Linked DNA regions of Mus musculus: region 1 is linked to region 2. A link is a contact called in public promoter capture Hi-C data. All regions are on one chromosome and are shown on one strand. Each heading gives the region's core, a stretch centred on a gene start, on an enhancer-like site or on the middle of the called end of the contact. The rest is flanking DNA. Distances are from core to core; before and after follow the strand shown. Region 1 overlaps Babam2 (BRISC and BRCA1 A complex member 2). Region 2 overlaps Gm38424 (a long non-coding RNA gene).

Region 1 (2,700 bases), core at 8-2,507, 480 kb before region 2:
TACAGACTCCTCTAAGCCCACCCATAGTTAGTGTATGAGCCCCAAGCCTGTGTTTCTGCCTCTCCTCCAGCACGTGACTACATCCTCTTTCTAGCAGCACCATTCTCACCTTCACTTCCATTTAGGTTAGATGGAATGCTTTCCACACTGCTAAGCCATCAGAGGATTCTCGTCTGCCCATAGTCAGTCCCTGTGCTTCCAGGACATTTGAATATTCACATATCCTCCCTGACAGGTCACATTGATGGCCCCTGTAAAATGGGGCTTACTGGCTTAGCCCTGGTTCAACATGCAGTCCACAGTGGCTTCAATGAACATAGCTCATGGTAGCCACTTGTTGGCAGGGTTAGTTTAAACCTGTGCATTTCTAACTATTAAAGTATGTGGGTGAGAGAATAATACTCTACCAGTAAATGTAGTGTTTAGGTAGTGACAGAGGAAACTAGCCGTTATTAAATTTTAAACTGTGCCAGAGAAAAGAGAGAAAGACAGATAGATTTAGTATCTTTCATCCATTCCTGACCGACACAGCCCCACAGTGCCTACATCACTGTCACCTTGACTTTAAAGCACTTGTGCACAGGTGCACCAGACCAAACACTCTTCATACATAAGAAAGAGCTGATGAGACTGTGTCCTGACCTGGAACACAGCTGGACGAACCAAGAGAAGCCCCAAGGTGAGGTTCACAAAGGACAGAGTGTGGCAACTGTGGCTGCAAGCCACATATTCCAGTGGCTTCTATTTTCCCAACAGTCTAGATGTGTAGCTGGGGAAAGCTGACTCCCTTAATCTGAGGATCAGAGTGGGTAGGCTGCTGTCAGTGCCTGTAGCCCTTACTTCAAGGTCACTGTAGTCAGGGTCACTCTGGCTGTTTCTAGGTTACATACAGCAGGATCCCAACATTCCTGGTTAAATAGACGGTGAAGGCTGCAAGGATTGGCTCCAGGCATTAGCCTGAGCCTGGCAGCCATAGTTCGAGTGGTCCCCTGTCATCCCTCCCAGGACCAGAGTCTCATAGGGTCTGGAGCTATAGCCCTTAGTTCAGTGTTTCCTGGGAACACTTGTGGGGAAGGGGCTGCAAGGCCCTTATACAAAGGGTCTTGGCAACAGGGAGCATGACTGATAGGCAGGCAGGCTCTTCCTTTGCGGAAAATTTGCAGAAAGTTTCCTGTGTTTCCTGGGCTTTTCCTGCCAGGGCAAACTGTGCCTCCACGAGGGAAGTGTGGCGAGGGCTATTTAAAGGCATGGTGCTACCAGCTGTTTGCAGAGATCGCTTCTCAGCTTGGCTCCTCATTAAGTCAGTTAAGGGAGGGGAAGCAGGCACAGGAGGGGGAAAATGACAACTGGCGCCCACCCATTTATAGATGGTTTTAGAGCCCTGCTTTCAATTATTTAGTTTTTATCAGAGAAAACGAGGAGCTGCCCAGGGCACAGCATGCTAACGGCACTAGGTATCTACATCTGTTACCAAAGGCAAAGTGTCCAGAAAGCTTCCCAAGTGTGTGATGTGGTAGGGAAGGCTCCTTGCCTTAGCATTAACTGGCCAGGGGTGGGTGTGGTGGCAGGAGACAGATGCCTGGAGTCAGCCAAGTCCCTCACTCCACTCATGCTAGAAGTTTTAGTTTCAGAACAGTTCAGAGTCTATTATGTTTCAGGGTGGAATAAGGCTCTGATACTCTCATCCCTTTGGTAGGTCTAATTGATGTCCTATTGCTTGAGATTTCAAAATCCCAGCACAGTCCAAGAATCTCCAGAAAACAAATTGTAGCAAAGGGATCCCAGGCTGTGATGAGGTCAGTTCTGTGTACAGCAGGGCGCGGGGCAGGAGACGCAGTGCTTATTAGCAGCTCTCCTTCTCTTGCCCTGGACCCAGGGCTGATAGTCTCCTCTCTGGACTGCAGCTCTCTCTTCTACACAGCTGAGAGCTTGGCCTGCCGCTGACTGTGGGTGACAGGTCATGTAGAGTAGGCTCTGAAGTAGTGAGATCTCAGCTTCAGGCCTGTTCATGTGCCTTTATTAGCTGGATCCCTTGGGCAAGTGACATTAGTTTGGCTTCTTCATCTATAATATGGGAACAACTATAGCTACCTTAAAAGGTTCTTAAATGAGATGGCCCAAGTAAGCCCTTGACATAATAACCAACCTAATAGATGATCAATGCTGCCAACTGTTAACATGGGGACCAAGCTGGGTCTAAGCATTGGGCAGAGAGGTTCAGAGTTTTTGTAAACAGCCATAAACATCGTGAGTCTCTGTGGACGAGGGATGCCTTGTACAGGGAGACAGGTCTGCGAGTCTGTGTCCTTAGTTCATCCTCTTCCTGTGGCTTCTTGACTGACTCCTCCTTCCTCAAACATCCCATACAGAGCTGTCAGCTGGAGCAGTGAGATGGCTACTTTTACACTGGACAAGCAGCCAATGTCCTGGGGACAGGATAGATCCTCTGAAATTCAGTCCTGGTCTGCTTGGTGGCATACTGGTGGCATACTGGTGGCATCTAAGGGTGAGCTCTGCAGCCAAAGCTACCTGAGGCCCTCATTCATCTTCCAAACCTGCTGGGTTTGCTCCTTGGGTACAAATTTTTGGTCAGGAAGGAGGTCACAGCTGTTGACTAGGAAAGGGCTTAAAAGTCATATGACGAGCTGCCCAAGACAAGGGCAGAATTATTTGGCGTGGTCCTCAGACAGATCTTTTTAT
Region 2 (2,700 bases), core at 58-2,557:
ATAAATCAGGGTGATGGCTGACACAAGAAGGCCCCCAGCTCCTGCCCCACTGCACTAACACCATAATTGCTCTATTTCAGGCTGTCCAGATGATCACATTTGATTGCATACCCCTGTATGTGAACAAGTGTATAATCATAAAATGTGCACTTAAATTATAAGCTACCTTGCTCAAGGCTTCTTTCTAAATTTAGTTATTCGATGCCAAGGAGAAAAGGGGCCAATCATATATTAACCAAATTAATCATCTCAGAATGAACTGACTTGGGGAAAGATTTAGAAGTGAATTTTCCCACACAGGACAGAATTCTATATGTTACATTCAACATATATGTTCTAGGTGCTGCTGAGATGGCTCAGGGGGTAAAGCGCTTACTGCTCTTGCTCAAGGAGCTATATCTGAATGCCTATAAATAATAGTAGTAATAATAATAATGATAATAATAATAATTCCAGGCATATCTGGACCCCTAGCACTGGGCATGGGAAGATACAATAGATCCTAGGAACTTACTGGTCAGCCAAATTCTGTGTACCTCCACAGCTTCTTTTCTTTTCAGTGAAAGTCAGAAGATAGCATTATGAAGTTTATTCTCTCCTTCTACCTGTATCTAGGCCTCAGAAATTGAATTTAAGTGATTGCTACACTATTGTGGCAAGTGCCCTTTACCCACTGAGCCATCATGCCCCATATATATATACATATATACATACATACATACATATATATGTACACACACACACACACAAGCATGCACGCACATCTAAGATACACTGGACTGAAACATCACCCCAGCTACACGTGTGTGTGTGTGTGTGCGTGTGTGTGTTTGTATGTGTAATGGAAAAGAGAAAATGACACATAGCTCATTTCTAATGGCTAGATGTGTCCTTAAACAGAAAGTGCATTCCCCAAGGTGTGTTTTGAAGCTGTTGGCACTACAGAAGACATTTTTGGATCTGACACATTCTGATCCCTCTGGCTGGATCCATTTCCCCCTGGAAGAACTCCTGGGAAGCATGATCTAGTGGGAGCAGGTCCTCCAATCAGCCTGTCCCCTTCTGAACACCCCACTGCATGTGTTCCCAGCAGACATGGCTTCAAGTTAATGAAGTTGTGAATGAATGCAGGTGAATCCTAACAGAGAAATTTAGAGGGTCAGAGGGTGAGCCCCATTTCAGTAATAAAGACAGCAAGAAGAGGAAGCTGAGACCTTTCAGAGAGCGGAGTCTTACAGCTGCAGCCCAGGACAGCCCAACCCTGCTGGCCTTGCCTCTGTCCTCAAAGAACAACAGCAGCTTTGCTTGGCCTGTTGCATCAGCTGCTACACTCCACCCTTCCCTTCCCCACCCCAGGAAGTGGTAAGGAGAGTTAAGTAACAGCCTGTGAGGCAACCACTTGGGGCAGCTGGAAATCTGGGGGAGGCTGTCTCTCTCCTTCCAGCCAGGCTCCACCCAACAGTCTCTCTTTAGATTCAAATCCATGGAAAAAGAAGTGCTCAGCTGCCAGAGTCCTCCCCACTCTCCTGACATTGCTTCATCCCTGGTACCCACATGGTAGAGAAAGAAAATAGATTCCTGCAAGTCGTCCTCTAGCCTCCACATGTAGGCCTGTGACATCTGGGGGTGATGTGCAAACACGCACATGCGCGCGCACACACACACACACACACACACACACTAAACAAATAAATAAATGTTAAAAATATTTTAAAAGGCTTTTTAGGACTAGAGGTATGGCGCAGTAGTTAACAGTGCTTACTACTCTTGCAAGACCCTGGTTTGCTTCCAACACCTCATCAGGTTGCTCACAACTCTGGTTCTGGAAGAGGCCAGAAGAGGGAGTCAGATCTCCTAGAGCTGGAGTTGCAGGCCCTTGTGAGCTGCCATGTGGGTGCTAGGAATTGAACCCAGGTCCTATGGAAGAGCAGTCAATAAGTATACTTAACTGCTGAGCCATCACCCCAGCCCCATGTAACCCTGCTGTCCTGTCTCTGACTCCTCAGTGCTGGGACTAAAGGCATGTGCCCCACAACTTTTTCTTAATTAAAAGAAAAAGAACCTATGACAATATACTTGACTCAAAGGCTATATTAGCTATCATTACACACAATTTCTCTATTTTTAAATTATTATTATTGTTATTATCATGAAGATGTTTGCTGAGATAGGACCTTACTCTGTAAACAAGACTAGCCCCTGATCACACAGTAACCCTCCTGCCTCAGCCTATTAAGTGCTGGGGTTACAGGTGTTCTCTACCATACCCAGTTCATGTCTTTTACTGATATACATTGCTGTTAGTCAGGTTCTAGAAGGCTTGAAAGCCAAGGATGGGCTCCTCCCTCATCATCAGCATCTTGTAAAGTGAGGAACCAAAGCTGCAGAACTTAGATTACAGGTTAGAAGAGCAGGCCCGGGTGGAGCCATGACATTCTGAAACTGTCCAAACGACCATACGATTACTATCTAGCTAGAGGTTTTCTGGTAAAGAGCAAAGGCGTACTAATTGTCCCTTCAGAGCTAATCCAATTGAGCCTGTCAAACACCTAGATAAGGAAATGCCCTTAGGAAGCTGTCTGTTCCAGAAACTGTAAGAACGAGCATAAAGCCAACCTAAAATGTAGGTTGAAATACTGGTCTCTCTGGGCATTGTCCAGCTCGCCCCCTCAGTGTTTCCCTCAACAATGGTCTCTTAGC

The links. Capture Hi-C pulls out chosen DNA fragments and counts their contacts.
Region 1: a promoter capture Hi-C map of adipose tissue shows a contact between it and region 2. The contact joins two enhancer-like sites. A contact is called at or near these places in 5 of 39 promoter capture datasets (the C10 cell line, cranial neural crest, hippocampal neurons and 2 more), 1 of 15 datasets of contacts at CTCF or cohesin (the NIH/3T3 cell line), 5 of 484 Hi-C or Micro-C datasets (adipose-derived mesenchymal stem cells, cortical neurons, epidermal suprabasal cells and 1 more), 15 of 115 datasets of contacts at active chromatin or transcription factors (the 230-238 cell line, acute myeloid leukemia, bone marrow-derived macrophages and 6 more) and 3 of 9 other capture datasets (adipose tissue, embryonic stem cells and liver).

What each region holds. Positions count from the first base shown.
Region 1 is chr5:32,079,553-32,082,252 of GRCm38.p6, reverse strand. The region is part of intron 11 of Babam2 (BRISC and BRCA1 A complex member 2); the gene reads right to left. Among named protein-coding and RNA genes, the nearest start is that of Gm40277, 9.5 kb to the left of the region's middle. Within about 2 kb of position 1,257, at least 43 of the 459 cell types and tissues checked have an H3K27ac peak or open chromatin away from gene starts, as enhancers often do. A contact at or near this core is called in adipose tissue, heart atrium and uterus, where this site is marked.
Region 2 is chr5:31,601,213-31,603,912 of GRCm38.p6, reverse strand. All of the region lies in intron 2 of Gm38424 (a long non-coding RNA gene), which reads right to left. Among named protein-coding and RNA genes, the nearest start is that of Gm38424, 5.6 kb to the right of the region's middle. Within about 2 kb of position 1,307, at least 197 of the 459 cell types and tissues checked have an H3K27ac peak or open chromatin away from gene starts, as enhancers often do. A contact at or near this core is called in adipose tissue, heart atrium and uterus, where this site is marked.